2 separate regions of the Rattus norvegicus genome follow, and region 1 is linked to region 2. The links are chromatin contacts, called in public Hi-C maps. All regions are on one chromosome and are shown on one strand. The core of a region is the stretch at or near the end of the contact, and the rest is flanking DNA. Distances in the headings are between cores, read along the strand shown.

Region 1 (7,019 bases), core at 4,369-6,868, 120 kb before region 2:
AGGGGCCTTCTTCAGTGTGACAGCTGCCTGTCTGTCCACTTGGGAAGCAGGTAGATGGAGCACAAGCTCAGGACGAGGCAGACAAGAGCCACAGCCTGATGTCGGGTTGTCAAAATAAGCAGTGCCACATAGTCCTTGCCCAATATAGCCCAGACCCTGTACACGGCAGCTGTGCTATCTCACTTAATCCTTACAGCCTATAAGCATCACCATTAAAGAAAGCATGTGATTCATCAGTACCAAGTAATATGCCCAAAACTTGGATTTGAATCCAGATCTGCCCGCCAATAAAGCCTGAATTACTGCACAGAGATATTTCCAACTGATGGTCAGTCTTGCCCTTAGCTTCCGCATGCAAACCATGCCAACTGTTTCACCTTTGTCCAGTTTCTGTGTCTCATATTAGGTGACATAAGGGGTATACGGGGTGCTGCTCGATGAGCCGGCATCGAGCAAATGTTCTGTGAACGAGCCTTTCCCAGAGGCAAGGCTGAATTGAGAAATGACAGTTTCTGACGCTCAGCCAACATCTTGTTGGGCAGTTTGGGTTTGTACACACCGGCTTCGGGAGACTGACAGGGGTCTGAGTAAAGCCCCTAGTGAAGCTGTAGCCCTCACATCTCGTAAGTAAATGAAAATGGGCAGGGGGGCTGGCGCTTCAAATCGTGGTCGGAGAGAAAGTGTGAAAAGCAAGATGTAAAATCCAGCCAATTATCAAAGCTGGACTTTGGGCTGTAACTCCCCCTGCCTCCCCTTTGAGGTATGTGGGTGATCACATGTGCTCGGTACTTGAAGCTTTTCCATGTGCATAGAGCTGTGTGTGTGTGTGTGTGTGTGTGTGTGTGTGTGTGTGTGTGTGTAGATGTAGGCATGTTTATACAAAGAGGTATCCACACTGAACGATGGCCCAAATAAGCCCCTGACTCTACCTTTAAAGTATCTCTAGAGAATTAACCCAGGGGTTGGGCAGTGATATGCAAACTGTAAACATTCTTGCATGTTGGCAGATAACCACAACGTGAGTTCGCCTCCAAGAACTGAGACAAGGAGGTAAGGGAGCACCACGACGGCAGGGAAACACGCTAATCAAATCCACAATCAGCTCTGATGGCGAGGCAAGCATTCTAATCCAAACACAGCGGTGCAAAGCTGCAACAGGTTGTGAGCTTGGAGCCGGGCTCTTCCCGGGGGGCCTCACCCACGCTTTCTTTTTAAACGTCTAAAAACTCTCACACAGGATTTCAATCACTTCTAATTTTTTTTTTTTTAAAGAAATAAGTTGCAGGCTGAACATGAGCTCCTAAAAACAGGAAATATCAAAGCATTATGTGAATCATCTCTTCCCTCTGCAACTGCTTCTTAAACAAAAAAAAAGGCTAACCTGGCCCTCAGATAGACCAAGAGTTCTCTGCCTGAAGACTGGTCAGAGACTTGCGCTCTAACACAGAGTGTGTGTGTGTATTTACCCGTGGTCACAGTTCACAGCGTATGAACAGATATGATAAATGGTGCCTCTCAGAGAGGTCCAGGTGGCGCAGTAGCAGAAAGGGGGTCAGAAGGACCTGACTGAGACAGCAGGTTCTGCTGGAGGTTGAGAACTGCTGGCTTGTAGGAGGCTCCAGGAGAGGGGGCAAAGGCTGACTGCCCCTAACAGCTATTGGCTTGCAAGTCATTGATGGTGGGGAAGATCATTCATGGGACTCGGATAACTAATAACTCACCAGGTCAATGGAACTGCTGGGTAAGAAACTAGGAATGGCACATGCCTTTGATCCCAGCACTACGCATGCAGAGGCAGGTGGATCACTGTGAGTTGGAGGCCATCCTGGTCTACAGGGTGAGTGAGAGACCCTGTATCAAAAGACAAAACTGGGAATGCTTTGTCCCATAACTACCATGATAAACACCCTGAAAACCATGCTAATGACAGTCATTGTTGTTGCTTCCCAAGGGCCAGTTGAACCAGGTCCTGTAGGAGATGCCACCGATTCCCCAGTTTCTCACCGCCACCTCCGGCAGGTACCCTCCAACAGACGCCAAAGTGAGCACTACTGCCAAGCCTCTGTTCTTTCTCATACGCTGACTTAAAATGGAAAACACTCAATCTGGAACATTCAGGAGGAAGCATCCACATGGGCACCACTCAGGGTAGCTCAACCGCCTCTCCTTTGTTCTCCTCCTTCTGTCTCCTCCCTACTGGGCACTCTTGTCCACTGCTGAGGCCCAGACCATCTCCTTCCTCCCCTGTGAGCCCCTGGTCTTCTCCGGCCCTTGAGCTACTCGCTAGCCTTCTTCCTTCCAGCACCTCCACTCTTCAGTTCCTCCAGCTCTTCCAGTGTTGCCCTCTGCTGGAAACAGAAGTCATGCCTTTGCACTGGAATCAATCATGCCCAAGATCCAGACCAGCTCTGCTGCAGCGTGAGAGACGGTGCTGGAGAGTGGGCATGGTCACTGGTCCAGCACTTGACTGAGCTGGGATCCCTGCTTTGCCGTGCTGGACAACGTGAATCCGTGGTGACGTCTGTGGCCATACCTCAAGGTCTATAACTGACCAGCAGCTGCTGTGTCTCCCCCGGTCCAGCACCATGGTTAAGGGGTTCCGGTGCAAATGCTACAACCTCTGTTGCTTGAGCGGCCACTGAACTTTGATTTCTTCATGTGTGAAATGGGGATCACACTCATCTCGTCAGATTGTTAAGAGACTGAAAGAGAGTTGTTTTATGCAAAGTACCCAGAACAATTCCTGGCACCTGGGACGTACAAGGCAAGGGTGCCTTCTTTACTTTAGGACATCTTAGGATGTGGGCACATACACCACACCTATTCTAAGTGTTCCTGTGCGGACCAATGAGAACCTAACACCCCAGGTATTCCACAGCTCACCCCACCTCCACCATCCTCCCACAGAGCCCAATACTCTGTGCCAGGCAGAGTCAGAGAGCTGTAAATGCTTGTGAACAGGTTGATGTCTTCCTAGAGCCCAACCTTTTCTTGCTTAAAGAATACTTTTTCTTAATATGCACAATTCCTGTGCCCATTTTTGCAGATGGAAGCACTGAGGCCCAGGACAGTAGTTAGTTAATAGGTCAGACAGAAGGTACTACTGATAGCCAAAGCTTTAAGACCTGGGCTGTTAGTCACCGTCAGCCCAACCAGCCTCCTGCCCAAAATCCCCCAAATAAAACAGAGGCAACGGCTCCAAGATATCATTTGCTACTGAGTTCATCATTTCCTGAGCGTCTTGTGATGATAAACATTAAGTTTGGGACCAGGAAATTACCAGGTGCTAAGTCAGCCACAGTCCTCAAGCCATAATCGAGGGACTTTTCTGGAAGGTGAATGTGCACTGTCTGTCACCATGGGGATACCCTGTTCAAAGAAGGTGAAATCCTTTTTGCCAAAGCCCCTTTGATGTCAGGGTGGGGCTCTGGGTGCCTGTTACATAGAAGAGCTCCTAGGAGACTCAGGGGCTGGTAAGGAGGGGCCAGTTGGGAAGCCGGGACTGTCCACTGGAAGGCGGCCAGTTTCCTGAGCCACCCATCCAAACCACCCTCGTGATGCAGAGGGCCCATGGAGAGCAAGAGAGGTGGAATGTGGGGTAGTGGGGACAGAAGGGAAATGGTGCCTCCAGGGACTAGGGCCAAATTAGCCCCTCATGGCCATGTCCAAAAGTGAAAAAAAATTTTGTTTTTAATAGAGAGAGTGGTGAATCACCTTCTCAGAGCCTGCTCACTGTAATCCTCGGTGCCACTGCTCCTTGACTGAAGGGTCAAATGGGCAATAGCAGGCCGTGAATGAGTCCAGCATCTGCCTTCCGTTCATTCCTACATTCTTCCTCATCAGGCCCGAGGGCATGTGTCACATTCTCAGTTGCTGTTCCAAAACACCACCCACTTCACCCCCCACCGACACGGAAGGCACCCTGGTGCTCACCCTCTTTTCAGAGCCCTCTGGACAAGTCCTGTAGCTCTAAGAAAAAGAACAGAACACACATCCCAGCAGAGCCAGGACCCAGGAGCACTGGAGGAAATCTTGCCTTCCTCCCACACACCATCAGTCAGGGCTGTCAGCTTCCAAAAATGTTTAGCAAGTGCAGCACCAAGAGGGACATGCTGTCGGGCGGGTGTGGGAGCTTGTGTGGGGAAGGGGCCTTCTCTGGCTCTGAGCTCCAACGGTCTGTCTCTAAGCAGCTTCTAGATCCCAGCTCCTCCGCCGGAAGGTTAGGAATGTATTGAGCATTAGCCTCTGATCAGAGAACGCTACAGAGAAGTAGATGCCCAAAAGGTCATCTGGTCTGTTGCTCTCCTCCCCATGCCCCACCCCCATCCCATACCAACTCCAGACTGCCTCCCCTTCTGGATTCCCGATTCTCCTCTCCTGACTGGGACAGCCACACCAGTCAGGTCAGCCTGTCCCTAAAAGTCCCTGCTGACTGGCAGCCAAGAAAATACAGCATGGCCCTGCTCCCTCCTGCCAGAAGAGGGGGGAAGGCAGCAGGGAAGGCAGGAGTCCAAGAGAAACTGATTGGCCCTTCAGGATTTCCTTAAAAGAGATTGCACGGCCAGGGCCTGTCACCCAGCCCAGTAGGGGGATGCCTGCTCTGCCAGGAAAGGTAGAAGTCACCATTTCTCTTTCAGCCATTCTCTCACCCACACACCATCACCTCCGTAATCACCAGAGCCACCAACACTGGCAGCATAGACTACCCAAGAAGGAGGGGCTTAGATTCGGCAGCCATTCTGAGACAGCCAAGCCACTCCAGTCACCAGGAGTCTGTAGCAGCTAGCACTCGGCAGCACCTGGTCAGAATCCCTTCCCCCTAAAGATGGGGCAGAAACCAGTCATCTCCAAGCTAGGAGGAGGGTAACTTCAGGGCAATCACTCAGTTCCCTTGTCCTGGATCTCACAGCTGGCAGGTGATATCCAATTCATCAAGGCACCAGACCACTCCTTCTCCGAGTTACAACCCGAGGCACTGCTATAGACACACATCACAGCAGCAGATACCACTCCTTGGGGCCAAGCTCTCAGCATTGATGGCCCTAGCATTTCCGATGCCAGCATTCGGTTTTTGAAAGCATCTCTAAACCTGCTCCAATCCCATAAAAGCAGCTGGCTGCCAGAACCCCTTAGCTTTGCAGAGCTCCTCAGGAGAACCTCTGGCACCCTGGCCAGCTAAGTCCCTCCTGGCCACACCCACTGACCAATGTATCCTTCTAATCTGCCAGCATAAGGGGTATGCGTCCTCTCTCCAATCACATTATGGTAGCCTCTCCTCAAGGCAGCCGTACCCCTCCCTCATGAAGGATCCTCCATCACTCCCACCATGTAATAGTGCCCCAGCACACAGCACTGCTCACCTGGGTATCGAACCCGTTCTCCAGAGAGCTGCTCTTCCGCAACGGGAGCCCCTCCCCCGTCGGCTCCTGCAGCCCCTGCGATTTCAGGGGGATTTGGCTAGTGTAGGCCGTCTTGCTCACCTCTACCTTGCTTCCCAACTTAAGATAGCAGGGTTGAGGACCAGTCCGGGCCGGGGGGACGTGCAGGATGGGCGCGGCGCTATGCACCGGTTTGGGCAGTCCCGATTTCATTTTGGAGGCTACCAGGATGGCCGGCATCTTCTCCCTGGGCTTTGGCTTTCCCAGCACGTCCCTGGCAGCGGCGGCGGAGGCGACCGCTAAAGGCAGCGCGGGCAGCCGAGCAGGCGCCGGGCCTCGGCCCGCGAGGCGCCCACCAACAGTGGAAGAAAAAACAAAAAAAACCCAAAAAACAAAATCCCCGGGTCGGGGAATTGGGGAAATCCAGTGAGTGCGCCTGCCGGGTGGCGGGCTAGTCACTGCCCTCAGCAGGTCCCACCTGCGCGGATGTCGCAGCGGGAGGGCTGCTCAGAAGCTCTGGGCTCTCGCGGAAGGCTGCCTCTGGCAATTCTTCTCCTGGGAAACTGAGGCGTGGACGCCCATATTAACTTGTCATTGCGTCTCCGAAGTGAGAAGGCTCCTTAGGAAGAGACACAGGCTACGGGGACGCACACGTCGCGCTCTGGAGCCTGCCGGTGTGAATCTTCGAGCAAAAGAGCGGAGGATGGGGAAACGGAGGGCACACGGAGCCCAAGATGTCTCAACCGCGAGGCGGCTGTCACTCTGAAAACGCGCCGCAGTGTCACCCGCGCCTAGGCAGACTCGGGGCGATCTCCGCAGACAGGTCTGTCTGGGCGTGACAGTCGATCACCGATGCTCACAAGCCCCTCGAACACCAAGCACGTGAGCTCCCGCGGCTCTGGCCATGCTCCGTGCGCTCCAGCGCAGCACGGCGGTGGTGGCAGGGCGCGGGCACCGGGATGCGCAGCTGGCCAGGCTGGCTGCGCTGCGCTAAGCAGAGCTCCCGGGAAGGCAGCGCGGGCTGCAGGGTTGGACGCAGGGGAGGACCGGCTGCGGCGCGCGCTGACAGCCCGGGCCGTTCCCGGGCGCCCATTGGTTCGCGGCGGACCAATCCGCGGTCGCGACTCGCACTGCAAGGGGGCGTGGCCTCAACTCCGCGGGGCCGCCGCCGAAACTCTGGGGCCGCGCTTGGCCGCAAGTACAAAGCGAGCTGGTGGCCGCTCTGCGGCATGGCCCCGGCGCGCGCCTCCCCGCGGGCCGCCACCCCCGCGTCCCGGGAGCGGCCTTTGAAAACGCCGTTGGGTTGCAGATTCCCGCCTCCCTCCACCCTCTGGCATGTGTCGGGGAAATCGGTTTCTCTTTTTCAAATCGCTCGGGTAATCTCAACGGTTTTGCGGGTTCCGGAGGCACGCCCCAGCCTCTCTGCACCTCCAACGGGATTGACAGGGCGGGTCTCCTTGTCCCCTGCTTGAAGGACACTCCAGCCATTTCTTCTTTCCGGGTGGGCTCAGGGGCGTTCCAACAGCTTCCTCTGCGACATTCAAAGGTTGCACGTTGCACTTAAGTATTTGAAGTATTTATAGGCTAATACAATGGCCGGGGAAGCTTCGCGCCCAAAGACAACTCCTCCTTGCCACCTAC
Region 2 (6,791 bases), core at 1,975-4,474:
CCTGACATTCAGAGAGGAGCTGGCCCAAACCAAACCAAACCAAACCAAACCAAACCAAACCAAACCCAAACCAAACCTCATGGCTGAGACCTCAAGTATGTAGGATGCGCCAGACCGAGGGAACCACAGGGGCAAATTTACCCCTAATTGCAACTACTCTGTGCTCACTGAGCGCATCCCGCAGAGTAGGCACCTGCCCTCTCACACTGCAGTTGGGGGTGTGTGGGGACAGGGTGTACAGAAAATGGCATGAATACTGAGAACAGTGCTCACTGGGAGAGGGGGAGGGATATGGAGTTTTAAGGAGGGGTGTGTGTGTGTGTGTGTGTGTGTGTGTGTGTGTGTGTGTGTGTGCGTGCACGTGCTCAGGTTGGGTGCTGAGGTCAGTGACAGGAGATCCTTCAGCACTGGGGATTCTCTACGAGTAGGACCCTAGTGGGCAGGAAGGAGAGAGGGAAGGAGGAAAGAGAAAGAGTAGGAGATAGGGAAGGGGGAGATGGAGGGAGGAAGAAAAGAAGAAAGAGGAAGGGGCAGCCTGTGCAAAGTCTAAAGACAGGGAAAAGGACAAACATTGAAGGGCCTGAAATCAGCCCCATGGGTAGTGAGTGAAAGGCTGTGGGAGATGCCTTAGGGCCACAACTAATGACAAAGGCTGACCTTTTCACAGAGGGCCATGTGGCCACACAGCAGTGTCAGCAGTCCATCCACAGACCAGGAGGCAGAGCTCGGAACTGATGTCCTCTCAGCGCCTCCCAGTCTCAAGCCAGGACTGTTGTCCACCCCTCTGAGTAGAGCTGACCCTGCTGAAGGGAGCCCTTAGGGGAATGTGGGAATGGATCTGCAGGATGACTCCTGGGAACAGGTTACCTTGCTCAAAAACCATGTGTGGAGTGACTTAGTTCGGTTCTTTGGGGTTGGGTCTTCCCCCAGGATCAGACTCATTAGCCCTTCCTCTTCCTTCCCAGCCCTGAATCCACCCTCCCCAGGCCAGTCAATTAACTGGGTCATTTGGCAGCCTCTTCTCAGCGGCGAAAAGCCCAGTCAAAAATTAAAACAAAACAAAACAAAAAAATCAGTTGCCCGGTCACCCTGTTCCCCGTCCCTGGAGTGACTGGATGTTCAGGAGAACCTAGGAAGCTGTCAACAGAGACAGGCTGGACCTGGATAGAAGGGGAAATATTTATTTTTGCAGGGATAAATATTACAGAAAAAACTTTCCATTCTCCAGACTCTGACGTAGATTTTTTTCCTTACCAGGAAGGCACCCTCTGTCTAAAAAGGGGCAGCAAGAAAGCTCGTAGATAGATGCCTTTTCACAAACTCTGTGCCCTCACACAATAAATCAGCACACTGGTTACAGCTTGAATATGAAGTGTCCCCCACAGGGGGACGTTTGTCACGTGTGTGAACACTTGGTGTCATTCACCGCACCCCCTCCCCGTGCGGTCCTCCTCTTTTGGAAGTTTGCAGAACCTTTAGGAGGTGGAGCCTTGCTGGAGGAAGTGGGTTACTAAGGGGATAACGTAAGGATTTTGAGACCTGGCCTTACTTCCTGTCCACTCTGCTTCCTGTCTGTGGGTGCAGTGTGACCAAGCTCATACTGCATGCATCCCCTGCTGTGACGGACTGTGTCATCTAATACTGCGAGCCACAGGAAGTCCCTCCTCCCCCAAGCTGCTTCTTGCCGGGTGTTTGGTCATGCCACGAGAGAAGTGACTGAGATAGTATCTGGGCAGTATGTGGGAAGTCTCGTGTCCTGGGTGACGAGGAAGCACATGGACCTGAGCCAGGGCTGCCAGGATTAGCCCGTTATCCTTTTCCAGACCTTTCCCTGACTCCATGAAGGACCTTAGACATGCTGCCCAGGATAATGTCTTTATGGTCTATCAAGGCAGGTTTTCTTTCTCTTGCCATCCCCCCTCAAACCCCCAGGTTAAATTTCCTCATGCCCAGGAGTTCTCAAATATTTCAATCTGCCTGCCATGCCCAAGTGGTGGCTGCCAAGGGGACAGGTAGATCTAAATGATGGAGTCCTTACAGAGCTCCCAAGTTTATGGATAAACCTGAAGGTGAAGGCGGACTCCAGCCAAGCTGGAGTTTTATCTCAGGAAGATCTGTATGGGGTAGAGTCTCCGCTCCTGCCCCAAATAAGTGCCAGTTCAAATGACCACCTTGGTTGGCCAAGCCTCGCCCACAGGCCACTTATCAGAGAACTCCACAGTGTGAGCGGGATAAGCCCAGCGCTGAGGGGAAGAGAAACAAGGTTTCTTCCTCAGCTACCACCGGACACCAGGTCACCTGTGGTATTTCTTCAGGAGAGGGAGAGTCCCTCAGAAGGAGAGTGACCTGTCTGCATGATGCCACACGGACTGCATGACAGGGTAGGGTGAGCATTATGGTATCCCCAGGGCTGCCGTGGGGAGATGACATTCATTGTGTTGGAGCCACTTCCTGTGGAGAGGAGAGGATATCACCTCATCACTTTTGGACAATATGCTTTCCCGAGTCCCAGATAACCAGGTGAGATGGGTAACCGGAGTGTCCCCTCCTCACTTTTGCACTGCTGGGACATCCCAAGCGAGGCGCCCAGGTCTTCAGGATAGGCAGTTACCAGCAGCCAGCTACCGCCACAACTTTCACCAGGATGCTACTGGGTCCAGAGGGAATAAATGATAATTTTAGTACTTTGGAAGGTGGGGGAAATGGTGACCAGTATTTTCCAGGTTTGAGGCAGGTGGAGCAGAAGGAAGGCATAGACTTTAGGACAGACAGAAGGGCTTACTGAACTCACGGATAGGATCAACTAAACATGGAATGATTGATTTGGGGCCCACCCATAACATGCTAGGTTCCCAATAGGTGAAAAATGTCATTATCTTGGTTATTCATTAGCTGTGTGGCTCTGGGCAAGTCACCTGACCTCTCTGAGCCTCAGGATTCACCTCTCTGGGAGGTCTGTAAAGCACTGGGTGTCTGGTGCCCAGGAGTACATAGCAGGTATTCCAGCCGTGGGCCACCTTATCCCCTCATTTAGAAAATCGCCTGGTGAGCGGAGGGCAGACATGTCCACACCTCACCCATCCTCACCCTTCCAACTCTTCAGCTAAGAAAGTTTTCTGAGAGCGCTGGGTGAAACGCCTACCACGGCTTTCCTTCAAACAGAACAGGAGGCCCCACTCTGGAGCTCCGCCAAGAGCCTCCTCAAAAAGGCACAACAGCCAGCACTCTGCCCACAGCCTGCCAGGGCCAGACTGGGTGGTGAAAAATAAAATCTAACGAGGTGCTTTCTGAGCCCACAGGGAAGATACCCTGCATGGAGCGGCTCCGGTCTTGGCTTTTGGGCAACCTGGAGGAACAAGCTTTCTGCCTGGTGAACATCCCCGCTATTACTATCAACAGTGTGTGTGTGCGCGCGCGCGCGTGTGCGTGTGCGTGTGTGCGCGCGCGCGCGTGTGTGTTGGTTCTAGAACAAATGCAGATCCCAACCTCCCCCTCTCCCCAGAGTCTCCCACCCTCGGGATTCACGAGCTCTGCTCTGAACGTGTGTTTATGCCGCCCTCTGCTGGTCACAAGTGTCACTGCACCCACCCAACCCTCCTCCCTGCAACAGTAGGTGAGCCAGACTTGAACAGCTTGCCTGCTCGCCTCCCTTGCATGAGTGGATGCTGGGGTGGAAGGTCGGCTCCTGGACTCTGCGTTGCAGTGGCCTCATTGACTTCCATATCGACAGTCAGGAACAGGGAATGTCTCCAAATAATATCATAGTACCTGCTAATGCTTATTTGCTCAATATTTCAGGGTGGGTGACTACACACGCTTAATTTATTTGTTTGTCTTCATCTCTTTATTTACTTAATATTCGTGGGCAAGGTTTGTTTCCCCCGTGCCAATGAGATTTCTTGATTTGTATTCCTCAACTCTCTTGTAACCCTGAGGAAGTTTTCCTTTACTCATATCACTACGGCATGCTGAGCTAAAGCATTCTGAAAGCAACACGCTGTCAGTGGACAGGAATGGTGTTTGAGGCCATGCAAGCCTTAGGCTAGGTAGGCTACACATTTCAGTGGTGGCTCTGTGACTTCAGAGCACGTGTGAACTGCTAATGATGCTTGTTAAAATGCTGTTTCTGGGGCCCAGGTGATCCAGACCTGCAGTAGGTCCCGGAATCTGCTCTATAACGCACACTGAGGTAATGTCACCCTTCATGTAGTGGTTCCACGGGTGCCTTTTCTAGGACTCAGGACATCTGGCTAGATCTGGGGCTCAAATGTACAGAGGGACAGATGGGTAACTGACCCTAGCCTAAGAGGGTCCCTCTGTGCCTAAATTCTGCCAGGCTGTGCTGCTCTTCTGGCGGTAGCTTAGAGCTATATCAGGTGCGAGGAGGGGGCGACAGAAGTGATGGCGGGAAGGAGGGGACTCTGACCAGACCACAGGATTGTACAGGTTGCTTCTCTCTGCCCACACTGTGATTTATACGCTCTTCCTTCTCTTCTTTCTTTTCCTCTCCCTGGCCTGCTTCTGCAATTCTCTTCCTCCCTGATGCCTAAGAGTTCACGGCATCTTGGATGCCCTAACTGTCTGCCCTCTGATATCCACAGACACCTCCGCTCTACAGGTAGAGCACGTTAGCAGGTCCTGAACCCTAGAGATGTCCTAAAACAGTCAGTCAGGACCTCAGAGATGTCCTTAGATAATGAGGGCCCAAGAGATGCCCTAAAGCTTACAAGAAGGCCCCAAGAGCTACTATAATTGCCAATGAGAGTTCCCAGCATCCTAGAGGGCTGAGGGCTATTGTTCTAATTTGCCCTTATGGGCTTCCTATGTACAGATGCTATGGGGCTGAATGGACAGTAGGGACAGCCTTGGCACAGGTTCCTACCCATCACTTGATGGGGGTTATTATTTTTACTGGATAACCTCTGTACAGAAATCCATAAAACTGGCACAAGATTGCTGCCATCGAGGAAAGGGTTGGAAGTGCAAATGAAGGAAGGGAGGAGGAAGAGGTTTTCTTGGGGGCTGGGTCTCTGGGTGGGGTGGTCCTCTTCTCTGTAGGGCAAAGAGAGATGGCAAGGAAAGCCCAGAGCAGAGAAACAATAGAGACCTCAGATTGCCTCTCTGGGAACTCCCTTTGGCCTCCCCAGGGAGGACAGCCTGGGCAATGAGGCAAGGTCTCTCGGGAACCCTGGGCCACCCTCAAGCCAGGCAGACTCTCAGGTTGTGGAGTCTTCAAGTCTCCTAACCTCTGATCTTAAAGAGTCTAAAACAGGGTATGGGACAGAGTTCTCACCTCAGGACCTCCAGCTCAGGTGGCTTTGGATAGCTCCAGACTGGGGGACTTAATCACAGATCGGCCTATACCTCAGGACTCCTCCAGCATCTGCCTAAACAGGGTAGGGGTGAGTGAGTGGCTCTTCAATGTCCACCAATGGTTGGTGCTCGTAGCCACTGACTGAGTGACAGAGGGAGAAAGTAACCAAGACTCTGGTGCTGATGAGAGCTGAGGTTTGCTGAATGCCCTGATTCCTGAACCCCACATGTGTTACACCTAGGTCGGACTCAGTGGGCAGGAACCAGGGCGATTTCCTGACTTTTTCTAACTAACAGAGGGGCCCAGCGTTGCCTTTCCCCCTGATGCTCTGCCTGGCTCCCCTCTGCTGACTCTAGGGACACTCTAGCCATGCGTGGCTATCCACATGCAGAAGCTGAGTCAGACGTAGTTGTGTCCAGAGTGAACCATGAAGGGGGAACTCTGTTTTGTGTCATCTAACTGAAACGCCTCCCTCCTGCTCTTATGCCGAAGGTCCTGCTGGGAATGTGGATGAAGCACCTACCAGATTTGCCAGTTATGCTGGGTAGAGAGAGTCTGTGGTCAGAGGATTCTCCAAAAGTTCTAGCGGATGGCCTCCCCTGCCTGCTGATACACCCCACGCAGCTGCACTATTTAAAGGCACCGAGGACTCCACACTGAAGGATTCCATTGTTTTGTTTGACCTAATGTTTCAGTGGCTTTCTTGTTCCTGTGACCAAAATCCCTGGCAAAAATCAACCTGGGAGAGGAAGAAGCTATCCTGACGAATGGTTTTAGTCTACAAGGGAAATTCAGTTTCCAGCAGGGACAGTGGGCACCCAAGGCAGAGGCTGCTCATGTCAGAGTGGAACCGGAAGCAGAGAGCATTATGGGTAGAATGGCCCTAGTATATCCTTCACAGGTGCCCCTAAACGGTTCCACAGCCTATGAGCTGGGTACAGCTCTAAGGGCACGTGCTGCTCTTCCAGAGGACCCAACATTAGTTCCCAGCACCAATATTTGATGGCTCATAACTCTAATGCTAGCTCCAGAGGATCTGATACTCTTTTCTGGTTTCTGTTGCCATGGGGACACCCATGGTGCACATGCGCATTCGTGAGCAGACATGTAAATACCAGTGCAAAATGGTACTGCTATCAATGTCATAAAACATCAGCCTGATAGGACATTTCTACATCACAGATCCATCTGCATCACTCAGTGCCCCAAACTCACTCAATGTGGCAACACCATTTTTAGTGATGGCCCTTCCATAGCAAGGTCAATGTGACACACCAACTTTCTGTGTGTCCTACTTCTCCCATTTCCTGGTGTCTGAAAGTACAAGGCAAGACAGGATGACTGGCCAAAGGCCATACCATCACTATTCTTAACGTAATGAAACTGCTATTTATGCCATAGCAGGCTCTCTCCACACACACGTGCTTTTCCACTGTGTCATCTGTTGACCGCAGCCATTAGCAAAATGGAGGGTGCT

Evidence for each region. A called contact is a pair of places that touch in the nucleus more often than the background predicts.
Region 1: a Hi-C map of Schwann cells shows a contact between it and region 2, with 7 times the contacts expected there. The contact joins the promoter of Nav2 here to the enhancer-like site in region 2. A contact is called at or near these places in 5 of 12 Hi-C or Micro-C datasets (the A7r5 cell line, Schwann cells, frontal cortex and 2 more) and 1 of 1 datasets of contacts at active chromatin or transcription factors (oligodendrocytes).

Annotation. Positions count from the first base shown.
Region 1 is chr1:108,093,235-108,100,253 of GRCr8, reverse strand. It overlaps Nav2 (neuron navigator 2), which reads right to left and starts at 5,618. Exons shown (of 38, transcript NM_138529.1): 1 at 5,361-5,618. The coding sequence starts at 5,618.
Region 2 is chr1:107,975,189-107,981,979 of GRCr8, reverse strand. It overlaps a transcript of Nav2 not described here. Among named protein-coding and RNA genes, the nearest start is that of Nav2, 120 kb to the left of the region's middle. Within about 2 kb of position 3,224, at least 18 of the 93 cell types and tissues checked have an H3K27ac peak or open chromatin away from gene starts, as enhancers often do. A contact at or near this core is called in Schwann cells, where this site is marked.